Linked DNA regions of Mus musculus: region 2 is linked to region 1. The links are chromatin contacts, called in public promoter capture Hi-C maps. All regions are on one chromosome and are shown on one strand. The core of a region is the stretch at or near the end of the contact, and the rest is flanking DNA. Distances in the headings are between cores, read along the strand shown.

Region 1 (6,766 bases), core at 1,472-3,971:
GGAGCTTTCAAGCCTTGTAATTTTTGTTTACTTCCTGAGTCTTACATGTCTTCCTTCCCCTGGAGGGAAGGTTTCTGTTTAGATGATATAGCTACACAAGTATGATGTCAATGGAACACTCGACATGCTTCACAGAGAGAAGCCCAGTGCTGGCCTGAAGATTTTTGGTTTTTTAGTTTTTGGTTTTCATGTTTTGTTTTTTTAAGACATATTTAATTTTGTTTTACATGTATGAGTTTTTGCCTGGTTGTATGTACCACATGTGTGCAGTGTTCACAGTAGCCAGAAGAGGGCATTGGATCCCCCAGGATTGGAGTTACAGCTGGTTGTAAGTCACCATGTTGGTGAGAACACGCTTTTCCAGGCAGGAGATAGTAGTGCCCAGCAATTGTGCAAAGAAGGCAAGTTGAAAAGAAAAAACTGTGGGTGTGTCTTATCCTCTGATTTAAGGGAAGCCGGAAGGAGGCAGGTAGCTTGGTCACCTCCCAGAGCTAAAGGCAGGTAGAGAGAGCAAAACTACACACTACACACTTCACCTCTCCACTGTGATTCTGAGTGCCCCCTGGCCCCACCCCAAATAACTGTCTCCGGAGCCTTCTAAGGATCTTTCCTCCGGCCTCAGATCCTGGCACTGGTGTCTCATGAGGTGAGTGACCCCCTGAGACAGGGTCTCTCCAGTGAGGACCATGGAGCCCGCTTGCTTGGGAGAAGGATGATATCCCTGATGGTCCAACCAGCCAGTCATGACTTTGAGCCAAATACCTATGAAGTTCAGTGTGTGTGTGTGTGTGTGTGTGTGTGTGTGTGTGTGTGTGTTTTCAGCCCTGAGGTCACAGGCCTCAAGGCTGGCTACAGAGATTCACTCATTTCCTACCTGAATCTACATGACTCCGTACCTGAGGGGGAAGTGGGCATGAGAAGGGAAGTAGCCGCTCAACCCCTCTGCCAAATAGAATCTCTTCTATCTCCAGACCAAGAGGTCTTCAGACCTGAGAGGCCTCCCTCCCCAAGTCAAAGACTATTCCAAGCTCCGACATGAGCTTCTTTCCCAGAGATTAGCTACGTGAATAACTCCATTTTCTACATCCAGAAGACCCTACTCTAACTATGTTGGAGCACAATGTCCTGCCTGGACAGGACTGACTTACAGTCAACAGGCAGACACGGGGACACACATTAATAATCCCAGATGTGAAGAGGCTAAGGCATAAGATCTGGACTTCAAGCCTAGCCTGGGCTACATAGTGACTTCCAAGTCAGCCCCCCAAGTTATAGTCAAACTGTCTGAAGAGAGCAAAGGCTAAGGGTGCAGCACAATAGTAAAGCACTTGCTGAGCCCGCACAAGACCTGGGTACTTCCTTCCACCAAGGAACAGAACAAAACAAACTAAAACAGACTTAAAGGCTCCAATGGAAAGTTTTCATGCTTTATGAGAAACAGTCTCTGAGCCAGGGACAGGGGTGACAGCTAGACTGCTGTGTTCAGGAGGCCTAGGCCTCCCATACGGTAGGAAAGACTATCAGAGAGGATCTAAGATGACCCCATAACTGTGCATGTGCGTACACGCTTGTGAGCGCGTGCATGCTCACGCGTGCACACACACAGAGCTATTTCACACAGCACAGCAGCTATTTCTAACATTTAATTCTGTCTTAATTAGGGTTTTACTGCTTTGAACAGACATCATAACCAAGACAACTCTTATAAAGAGCATTTAATTGGGGCTGGCTTACAGGTTCAGAAATTTAGTCCTTTATCATCAAGGCAAGATCATGGCAGCATCCCGGCAGGCATGGTGCAGGAGGAACTGAGAGTTCTACATTTTCATCTGAAGGCTGCTAGCAGAATACTGGCTTCCAGGCAGCTAACACAAGGGTATTAGCCTAATCCCACAGTGACACACCTACTCAAACAAGGCCACACCTACTCCAACAGGGCCACACCTTCTAATAGTGCCACTCCCTGGGCCAAGCATATACAAACCATCACAAATTCCTTTCTTTTCCTCTCTCCCTCCAGTGCCTCCCTCCCTCTTTCCCTGGTACTGAAAATGGAACCCAGGGCCTCACACACATGCTAGGCAATCACTGTAGCACTGACACACACACACATGTACACATGCCTATGACCATACCACATCTGTATCTTAAACAGTGATGAAGCTGGGGCGTGGTGGCGCACGCCTTTGAGCCCAGCACTCGGGAGGCAGAGGCAGGCAGATTTCTGAGTTCGAGGCCAGCCTGGTCTACAGAGTGAGTTCCAGGACAGCCAGGACTACACAGAGAAACCCTGTCTCGAAACAAACAAACAAACAAACAACAGTGATGTTACAATGGCAGCAAGCCATCAGGCAGGCAGTGTAGGTGGAACTGTGGAACGGCTCCTGCTTCCAGCTATGGGACAAGAAACCTCACAGCCATCTTTCCGAGCACCACAATGCTACATCATAAATGAAGTCACTCCTGAAACTGACTATGCTGAGCCTAAAGATACACTTAAGGCTGCCCCTCTGTTGTCTCTCAGAGTCCTGGCTCTGTGGAACCTACTCACAGTGCATGCTCTATAGTTGCTTTTGTCTCCTGCTGAAGCCCATTGGGAAGAGGAACTGTGCAGTAGGAAGCCAGTGGACATGTCCCTGTAAAGTCCTCAGAGGCTTAAAGCAAAGTCAGTAGGAAAAGAGAGGGGGCACACCATCCCCAACCAGCTGCCACTATCCCTGGGTACCCACCCTAAGGGCAGCCTCATTTGCATGTCATTTGCATAACCGCACAGTACTCTATTTCCCCGTGGGTCTTGTTGCCTATCATTTCATTCAGGCAGCTCTGTCTTCCATAAAGGAGCATCATGGGACTGGGAGATGACTCAGTTAGTAAAACACTTGCCTAACAAGTGTAAGGATGGGAGCTTGGATTTCCATAACCCACATAAAAAGCCAGGCACAATCGGGCACATTTGAGATACCAAAAGTGGCTTGATGGGAGCTGGAAACAGGTGCTCCCTGGATGCTTAAAGGGTATTTATTAATGACTATGTCCAGTTAGTGAGAGACAGACTAAAGGATGTTAGCACCTAAGGAATGACACCTTAGGATGTCTTCTGACCATTACACACATGCTTACCAATGTACACAGGCACTTGAGTGTGCACATACATACACACACACTCGTATGCACACACATACACATGCGTATACACATGTAATATAGAATCTGGAACCTCAAATTCCGGCTCTTTGATATGCTTCTGTGGGACCTTGTTTGGCCTCAAGGCGTTTCTGTACTCTGGGAGCAACTTCCTCTGTAATGCTCTCCCCTGACTGCTACAGAAAAGAAAAGCAAGCGCTGGAAGGCAGTGCTTTCTATGCCAGAAACTGGGTGCCAGGCAGCAGTCACCTCTCCCTCCTGTAGACACCAGGCAAATCTGATCTTGGTTAAACGGCTTGTTCAGTCTGGGCCAAGGGGCAGCTGCAGGCAGCTATTTTGAACTCTGAATATGAACTCTGAATTAGCCTTGAGGACAAGTTGCCAACCCACAAGATCTATCGTGCCTTCTGAGAAGCTTCAAGATACAAGGACTCATCCACCTGGCTGTTGCTAATTATCCCAAAATTTCTTCCATTCTGCTTTGTGACAGAGTGTCATGTAGTCCTAGGCTGTCTTTGAACTTGCCACATTGCCAGGGATGATCCCGAACTTCTGAGCTTCCTGCCTCAATTTCCCAAGTTCTGGGTGCCTGACTTGTGTGGTGCTGCGGATGGATGGAGGCAGAGTTTCTGCATGCTAGGAAAGTACTGAGCCAACTAAGCCTCATCCCCAAACTTCCTTTTTGGGTCCAATGTCTCACAGCTGGGAAGAACAGAGTCACTTCTGGAGTTAACAAAGACAACTAGAAGGGAATGACAAGCAAGTCCATGGATTTGACTGCCAACTGTCCATACCATGCAGCTGTCTTAGCCTTCTCATGCCTCAGAGTTCTTGTTTGAACATGGGCAAAGTGCACTTAATTCTAAAAAAGATTAAATGAAAGAACATAGCTATAACACTTAATGCAAAATGCAGTCTCTGCTGTGTAGCAAGCAGACAACACAGTGTCACTTGTGTACCACAGATACTGTCCTCTTCAGTGTTCCCTAGATCTCACTGCCAGCAAAGGCAAGCCAGGCCTTCCTCATCTGTACCTTTTCTTCCCAGCCCCCTTTTTTGCAGAGTGACCTTGATATCCCTAACAGGCCAGGCTGGGTCACCAGACCTCAAAAAGCCAATAAAACACACAAATAATAGTAAAAAGTTGTTCTATAACAGTTTTCTTTGAGACTGCGACATTCTATCCTGAAGGGAAGTTCCTAAGACAGAGAGTAGCCAACTCAAAATAGCTTCAGGAAGTCCCTGAAGCTGACAGGATTCACTAGGGTCTCCCTTTCCAAGAGTAAACAATAAAGGCTACTGAGAGTTGCTATCAAACAAGCTTCAAAGAAAACTGATACCAGATCTGCTGCCTGGAAACTGAGCATCCTGGAAAGGGCTTAGGCCAACTACACCACCTAGAAAGGATACTCTTCAGCCCACTGAGTTGCCTGGGGGCTGTGTTGTGAGTTCCAGGTTTCAGCTTTTTGGTGAGCATAGACAATGAAGCTCTACTTGTGTCATTTCTTCTCCTGTCAGTAACCCCTCAAGCATAAGTAATCTGTGGGTGTTTGAATAAGATGGGCTCCATAAACTCATGTATTTAAATGTTAGTTGCAAGGGAGTGGAACTCTTTGAAAGGATTGGAAGGATTGGGGGGGGTATGGTCTCTTTGTCACTGCATTGAGTTTTCAAAAGCTCATGCCAGGCTTACCAAGCTTATTCTCTCTCTCTCTCTCTCTCTCTCTCTCTCTCTCTCTCTCTCTCTCTCTCTCTCTCTCTCCAGATTAGGATATAAAACTCTCTGCTATTGCTCTAGCACCTGCCTGCCACCATGTTCCCTGCTATGATGATAATGGACTAAACCTCGGAAACTGTAAGCAAGCCCCAATTAAATGCCTCTTTTGGTTTGGGTTTTTTTTTTTTGTTTTGTTTTGTTTTGTTTTTTGTTTCTTTTTGTTTTTGGTTTTTTGGTTTTTTTGGTTTTTTGGTTTTTCGAGACAGGGTTTCTCTGTCTAGCCCTGGATGTCCTGGAACTCACTTTGTAGACCAGGCTGGCCTTGAATTCAGAAATCCGCCTGCCTCTGCCTCCCGAGTGCTGGCATTAAAGGCATGAGCTACCACGCCTTTAAATGCCCTCTTTTATGAAAATTGCCTTGGTCATGGTGTCTCTTCATAGCAATAGAACAGTGTCTAAGACACAGACCCAATAAAACTCATTGGTTCATCAGGTTGAACTTTGATGGTGTTATGGCTACTCTTGATTGTCAACTGAATACATCTGGAATGAACTACAATCAAAAAACGGAGAGCACTCCAGGGATTGATTATTTTTGCTTGGTTTAAAGTAGGTGAATCCACTTCTAGTCCAGACCTTTGAGGTGGGAAGACACACCTTTAATCTGGGCCACACCTTCTGCTGGAAGGTATAAGGACGCAGACCTGCTCTTTGCCTGCTTGTCCTCACCTTGCTAACACATCCATTCCTCACTGGCACTGGGGCTACTTCTTTGGGATTCCAGCATATACTGAAGACCAGCTGAAATATCTAGCCTCATAGACTGAACAACTACTGGATTTTTGGACTTTCTGTTCACAGTCAGGTATACTGCAGCCTGTAAGTTATTCTAATAAATCTCCTTGTGTGTGTGTGTGTGTGTGTGTGTGTGTGTGCATGAACATGTGTGTGTGCACATTCGCGTGTGTCTGTCTGTCTGTGTCTCTGTTTGTGTAGAGAGATATTCATTCTATAAGGTCTTTTATTTTATAGATCTCTGATTCATACAGGCAATATACATACTTTGGTCTTTGTGGGCTCCTGATGTGGTGTGTGTGTGTGTGTGTTGTGTCTTCTCAGGAAAAGTATGTTACACAACAAAGCAGAGGAAGGAGCTTTATTCAATGTAGCAATGTTGGAAAGGGGAACAAATAAAGAAGTTCAGTGACACTTCCAGCTCCACATTCCAGGTCCTGATACAGGTTTAGGTTTTAAAAGGGGGCGAGAGGCGTGCCTAGCTAGGCAGTCCTGCTCATGGCGTGGACCTGCTTATTATGGTTGTTGGGGCTTCAGTATCTCCTGCCAAGGTAGTCTGACATGGTGTCAGAGTTACAGGATGTCTCTTTCCAGGAAACTCGTTTCCCCAAAGGCCACCAGACTTCAGATTTTTTTCTTCTCCCAGCACAAGATACCTGGAGAAATTCCAGTTTCTTGGAGTTCATTGTTTTAATAATCTTAGAGCTAAAGAGCATCTCTCTAGAATGTCTTCATTCCTGCCTGGAGGGCTGTATAATCTCTAAGGTCCCCCAGCCTGTCACAGGATGGAGCCTTTTCCAGTAGCTTTTGCTGCAGTGGGGTGTTTCTAATTCAAGGGTCTAGGGTACCTCTAGTTGGTTGGTGAAGAGTCTGTGAATAGCTGGGAAGATGGACTCACAAACATGAGGACCTGACTGGCAATTGCAACATCTGACCAAAACCAGGCACAACAGAGAACATCTGGATCCTCGGCCCCAAAGGGGCAGCACCCATGCATGTTCTATACTCATGGGTGACTCTGACGACAGAGGTGCCTCTTGTTCCTCCTTTACCCTAGAGGCCCCAATCTGAATGGTTAGAACACAGAGCCTTGGACATGCAGCATGCCCC
Region 2 (6,766 bases), core at 1,414-3,913, 1.3 Mb before region 1:
GAGAGTCCGGGGGAACCAGTGAATTCTCCACTCAGTGACAGACTCTTGTTTCAAAACAATAAAACAGACTTGCTATTGAAGAAGACACAGGTCATTGATTTGTGCCCTCCATAGGCACCTGCACACATATACACATGCCCAAGTGCACACAAACACACACACAAAGAAAATATTTCAAATTTAGTCTGTTCTAGCCCTATAGCTTTTGTGACCCTACAGGCAACAGCCATTTGATTGCCTAAAGACAACCAGGCTGTGAAATAGCAGCATGGCATGCTAATTTATAGAATATTTACAGTAATGCAGCACTTTGAAGACTCCTATATACTATAGAGTGGTGAATTTTGTAGAAAATGGTATTGAAAAGATCATAGACGATCACTTCGTGTGTTCTGGGGATATGATTCCTGCCATTATGCCTAAAGACCAGGATTTAATCTTCAGTTCAACAATAACAACAACAACAAAGGTAAAGAAAGAGCCTTATTTCAGAGATTAGAGCAAGTGTGATCATTACTTCTAACGATTCTAAGGTGTTGGTACAACAGACTGATTTATCCCATGAATCAAAGCCCTTCTTCTCTGATTAAAATATAAGAATCTACATTTTACTTTACGACACTATTCTTGGTTCAAGGATCCCAGGAGAAATTTCAAAGAATAGCATGGGTAAAGCATAGTTGTGTAATTTAAATGTTCTCCACTCCACCCCTGTGTGTGTGTGTGTGTGTGTGTGTGTGTGCGCGCGCGCATGTTTGTGCATGTGTGTTTTCATCAAAGGATATCCTTGGATGTCAGAGTTCTTTGAAGTAACAGAATTTAATAGGATGACTCTACATAGATAGATAGATAGATAGATAGATAGATAGATAGATAGATAGACAGACAGACAGGATAGAATTTATTGGAATGACTTACAGACTGCAGACCAGCTAATCCAGCAGTGGCTAGCTGTGAACAGAAAGTCCAAGAATCCAGTAGTTGCTCAGGCCACAAGGTGGTCTCAGTTGGTCTTCAGTATATGCTGAAATCCCAAAGAAGTAGGTTCTAATGCCAGTGAAGAAAAGATGGGCTAGCAAGACCAAGGCAAGCAGGCAAAGACCATGTTCATGTCCTTATACCTTCCAGTGGAAGATGTGGCCCAGATTAAATGTGTACCTTCCAGCCTTAAGATCCAGATCAAATGTGTTTGTCTTCTTCCCTCAAAGGTCTGAACTAGAAGTGTATTCACCCACTTTAGACCAAGAAAAATAATCTTTCACGGGTGTGCCCTCCTTTTCTGGATTGTAGTTCATTCCAGAGGTAGTCAATTTGACAACAAGAATAGCCATCACAGATGTCAGTCACTATCCATCTTGAGACATGGTTTCTCCTAGACCTGGTCTTACAGGGATGCTGGCCTCTGAGCACCAGTACAACTGGCTTTCTTCCTATGAGAGGTAGATGGAACTCAGGGCTTGTATTTGCAAGGCAATCACTTTATAGACTAAGGCATCTCCTCAGCCCCAATTATAATACTTCTATAGACTTAGGAGTAATGTGTAGCTCCATTGAATGGTGACTGACATGAAAGAGGCCCTGGGTTCAATACCCAGAACTGCAATACTGAATTAAAGACTCTATCTGCATGCCCATCCCGGGACTGACTGACTGCTGACTCTCTCTCTCTCTCTCTCTCTCTCTCTCTCTCTCTCTCTCTCTCTCTCTCTGTCACACACACACACACACACACACACACACACACACACACACACACACACACACACACAATCTATGCACAATGGAGGCTGAAGGAAGACATCACCCAAATGTCCATCCTGAAACCAGGATCTTTCTCAGGCAGCGCACGAACTTCCCTGTCGGTATGTTTTCTGTAACTGTGTTTCTGTCTTCGTGGAAGTTGTGTAAAAATTCAGTGTTTTACCTATGTCATTCACCATACATCTACCGCAAACTAGCACAAAAGTGAAAGAAAGAAAGAAAAAGAAAGAAAGAAAGAGACGAGAAGAGAAGAGAAGAGAAGAGAAGAGAAGAGAAGAGAAGAGAAAAAAAGAAAAGAAAAGAAAAGAGAAAAAAAGAAAAGAAAAGAAAAGAAAAGAAAAGAAAAGAAAAGAAAAGAAAAGAAAAGAAAAGAAAAGAAAAGAAGAGTGCAACGCCCTGAAAAATTGAGGGAAAACTATACGGTGAGAAAAGACGTTTGTGTGATACAGGGTCCAAATTGAAGTGGGTTTGTTGTTGGGTTTTTGTTTTTGTTTCTTTAGTCTTTTTGTTTTGTTTGGAAGGCACTGGGGTGGAGGGGTGGAGTGCTGCCCTGTGGACCAGGCTGGTCTCAGCTCAGAGATCCACTTGCTCTTGCCTCCCTCACGCTGAGACTAAAGGTGAACACCACCATCCCCGTCTCCCAAGAAGGTTTTAAGACTTAAACCTCTTCTGACAGGATACTGGCACCTCTCTAGCAGTGAAGGGAAAGAGACTCTTCTGAGCCACAAGGAATTCCGTCTTCCAATCGGCTTTTTTATTGTGCAGTCTTGGTTTGTAAAACTCTGGGGCCATTAGCAAGGCGAACGGGTTCACAACGAGTCGTCCTCCAGTCGCCAGGGGGCGCTGCAGGAAATTCGGTCTCCAAAGGGAACCCAGCTCTCACCAGGAACTGTTTCCGCCCGAAGCATTTCCGCCCCGCGGGTCCGCAGGCTCCAGCGGTACACTTCCGACTTGCAATTGCGCACGTGCATCTGTCTCGGTGCAGACGGCTGGGCGGCCTGGCAAGATGTCGCAGTTACAGATGAAACTCCTGCGCAGGAAGATCGAGAAGCGGAATGCCAAGCTGCGGCAGCGAAACCTGAAGCTGCAAGGTGAGCTGTGCTGAACCCCGCACTGGCGAACGACGTGGGGAACCCAGGAACTCGGCGGTGCGCTGGGCAGCTTCCGGCGGGAGCCGGGGATGCGCGGCACGAGCAGGCCGCCTGGGTCCCAGCCCCCGTGGACCCTTCATTGGTTCTGCCCTTTGCCGGCGTGGCTTTCTCGACTCAGGGTGAAAGCGGGAGGCCTCGGACTTTCTTCCCCAACTTTCTATTGGCAAGAAAACCTGCAGATTACCCTAGACCCCCCCATCAGCATCTTTAGTCCCCACGTAGAACTTTGTATCCATTACGGTTCCCGACTTTCACTTAATTGCTCGATCTCATCCCCTGCCCAAACTTACGAATTGTTTTCCTCGGAGCTTTCCCAGTGATACAGCTCTCTCCCCCAAACCCGTTCTTTTCATTCCTGCAGCGATCCTCTTCATATGTTAGGCAGAACCCTCCCAGTGTTTTTTGTCGCGCACAACTTAGTGAATTCCTTAACGTCTTGGTTTTGGCACAAGGGCTTAAATGAAAAATTTACACATGTCACTTTCTTGTTGCAGTTTCTGTAGCTTGTTTAGGTTACCTACCTGTAGGGGTTCTTAGCCTTTGTAATGCTGTACCCCTTTAATACAGTTCCTCATATTGTGTTGACACACACACACCATAAAATAACCTCGTTGCTACTTCATGGCTGTAATTTTGCTATTATGAATCGTAATGTAAATATCTGGTATGAGACAACTGTAGTGGGGGTTGGGGGGTCGAGAGATCAGTATGTTGAGGATCGCTGAATAATTGTCTAGACCCACGCAATTTTCAACAGATAGTATTTGAAAGACATCCCAGAGGGGATGGTGGATTTTAGGCAAAAGTATTGATGTTCCTTCACTTAGTACCTGTAGAATAATTAATGCTACTTAGTAGCTACTTCTTGGTGTGGGTAATGATGTAAATTAAAGATGGTGTTGCCTTCATTCTCTTTGTATGAAAATGGAAAACTTGTGAGGATAGTTTGGGGCTTTAATAGGGTTTTAATGAGTGGTTTTCGTTTACTGAATTTTCAGTTCACCAAAGTCTAGGAAAGTTGGGTTTGAATGAAGTGAAATTATATAAGTAATAATTGTGGGAATGCGAAGTAAATATCATTCAGTTATATTTATCAGACACTTGGCCGTGGCTGTTCCAGTACTAGCTCTGTATACCAGGCTGGCCTCAAACTCATAGAGATCCACCAGCTTCTGCCTTTCATGTACTAGGACTAAAGGTGTGTGCCAACACCAGCAGGCCAAATGCTTAATGTTAAAATATATATTTCTCCTCATTGCTGTTTACTAATCATTTGATTTAATTATGTGATCTTGCTGACATTTTTCTGTCACAAATTTCTATATAGCCGTAAACAGATAGGGTCTTTTGAAGTTAAAACAACTTTCCTTTACTGACATTTTTTTTTTCCATAAAGAAAATGTGCCTTTTCTATAATAGAGTACCAATATTTGGTTTTAACAGTGAACATACAAGAAAAACTAAATGATTGGGGTTCCAGAAAACCCATAATTTCTCCTGTGAAGGTCAGTGTTTATAAGTAAGCTTTCTCTTGTCACAGTGTAAGTTCTGTTTTTAAACAGAAACATCAGACACAAGCCTGTCCCAACCTCAAAATGGAGATGTGCCTAAAGAAACAGGAAAAGGTGGAAAAGTGAAAAAGGCCCTGAAACGTTCTGTGCCTGTGGACTCAGCAGAAGCACAAAGTGGAGGCATGCCTGAGGAGACCTTGGAAAATGGCAAAGTTAAAAAGTCACCCCAGAAACTCACAACTTTAGCCAACGGAGAAGCAGCACCAACACCACCTCCTGATTCAGAAGTAAAAAAGAAAAAGAAGAAAAAGAGGAAAATGGCAAATGATGCCGGGCCTGGTAGGTTTTTGGTGTTTTGTTTTGTTTTAATATTGGTCATTCAGATAGCTTTTCAGCTCTTGGTCACTTTTCTCTATTGTTGTATGTGTGAAGCATCCCCTATGCTCACCACCATGAGTCTACCCTGGGAGCTAAAAGACACCTTTTATTGGTAGACAAGGGAAGTGGGTTTTAGGTTTTCCCTAGATTTGTATGTGTTTTAAGTTAGCTGCCCTTGGGAAAAGTTCAAATTTGATAAGAATTTCTTTAGATTTATAATACTCCACTATGGGTTTTAGGGAGCAGTTCATTGGGCTTTGTAAATAAACTGGATCTATCATCACATAGTCTTTTGGGTTTGTATATTTCCGTGATTTCGAACACAACATGGATCTATGATGGTGATGGGATGATGGTGATGGGAAGTATCTCCCAGGCTTTTCTGTGTGAAGGTACTTCACATTAATCATTCTTTGATCTCTTGATTTACTTGTCTTTTGCCCATATATTTTTGTAAGCCCTCTTCCCCATAAGTACTTACTTGCAGAGTCTGTAAGATAACTTGTAGGAAAGTTGTGAATAAATAAGACATTGATTTTTCAAGTGAGCAGATAGTACAGGGCACTGTGTGCCTTAGTCGAACATGTGCCTCTTTCCTCCTGAAGTGTGAAACTCACAATTGCTGCCCTGATACTGCTTAGTGGGATTTCAAATACCCTTCTTTAGAGGCAGGCGGTGTTAGTGTACGCTGTCAATCCCAGCACCCAGGAGACAGGGGCAGGCAAATCTTCGTTCAAGGCCAGTCTAGTAAGTTGAGCTCCAGGACAGTCAGGAAGGGCTACACAGATAATTGTTGTTGTGGGGGTGGGGTGATCCTTTTTTGTTTTTTGGGTTTTTTTGATTGTTTGTTTGTTTTTCGAGACAGGGTTTCTCTGTGTAGCCCTGGCTGTCCTGGAACTCATTCTGTAGACCAGGCTGGCCTCGAACTCAGAAGTCCACCTGCCTCTGCCTCCCGAGTGCTGGGATTAAAGGCGTGCCCCACCACGCCCATCACAGGGGTGATCCTTTTCTAATCTGGAATACTGTAATGTTTTAAGAAACTTTAAAACACTGTTTTATTTGCAAATCATTTATACCCCCAAAGTTTAAATATTAAACAAGCCTCTCCCTGAAAAAAAGTTTGTAACAAGTATCAAATAATGTTAAGCTTTGAAAAATGTATTTCTTTACATTACAGATCTTCTTTTCCCATTGGTTAAGTATAAAACGGTTTTTGTTTGTTTGTTTTTTAAACCAAGATACAAAAAAAGCGAAAACTGAAGAAAGTGCTGAGGCTTGTGAGGAACCAGAAGATGATGTGAAAAAGGCAGATGACAGCGAGGTGCCCAGCCTGCCCCTAGGACTGACAGGTGATGGCCAGGGACTTTTCCAGGTGTCTTGTCTTAGAAATGTCACCATTTCTCTGCATGACTAAAGGTCCTGTTGTGACCTTTAATTACCAGCCACCAGTGAGTTTTATATCTTTGTGCAGTTTTCCTTTATCTTCTGTTTTGTGGTACCTAGGCACTTTTCTCCAAACCCCTCCCCCTCCACTCGCCATACCCCACCCACCCGCTTTTTTCCCTTTCTCTATGTTCCTAATATTTAAAGTGCTTCATATTCTCACAGCTTCTGGGATTTAAGAATTTAGGCTGGAATCTGTTGCTCTACCCAGAATTAGTAGTAGGAGTTGTTTGATCTGTTCTTGGGAGATTTTGCTTGCTTGCTTCCTGCTGAGGTCTGACGCCAGTATTTTAATGTGTAAATGAGATCGCTAAGTCACTTGGTACTGTACTGAGTGCAGTCTACAGAGAAAATGCAGAAGTTACAGAAGTGATTCTTAGCCAGGACAGTTTGGCATCCCAAGTCAAGCAACAAGCTTTTCTCAGAAATGTCCACGTTAGCACCAGAGGTTGTACATTCCAAGCCTGACTGGGTAGTCCTGACATCTGTAGTGTGGAGGTGCCACACATCATCTTGAGTTAC

What was found. Promoter capture Hi-C pulls out the DNA fragments that hold promoters and counts their contacts.
Region 2: a contact with region 1 is called in a promoter capture Hi-C map of pre-B cells. The contact joins the promoter of Ddx18 here to the enhancer-like site in region 1. A contact is called at or near these places in 4 of 39 promoter capture datasets (the HPC-7 cell line, hippocampal neurons, liver and 1 more) and 2 of 115 datasets of contacts at active chromatin or transcription factors (large pre-B cells and pro-B cells).

The regions. Positions count from the first base shown.
Region 1 is chr1:120,271,411-120,278,176 of GRCm38.p6, reverse strand. No RefSeq gene overlaps it. Among named protein-coding and RNA genes, the nearest start is that of Steap3, 16 kb to the right of the region's middle. Within about 2 kb of position 2,721, at least 4 of the 459 cell types and tissues checked have an H3K27ac peak or open chromatin away from gene starts, as enhancers often do. A contact at or near this core is called in pre-B cells, where this site is marked.
Region 2 is chr1:121,563,877-121,570,642 of GRCm38.p6, reverse strand. Ddx18 (DEAD box helicase 18) reads left to right here and starts at 2,663. Exons shown (of 13, transcript NM_025860.3): 1 at 2,663-2,852; 2 at 4,475-4,762; 3 at 6,040-6,150. The coding sequence starts at 2,768.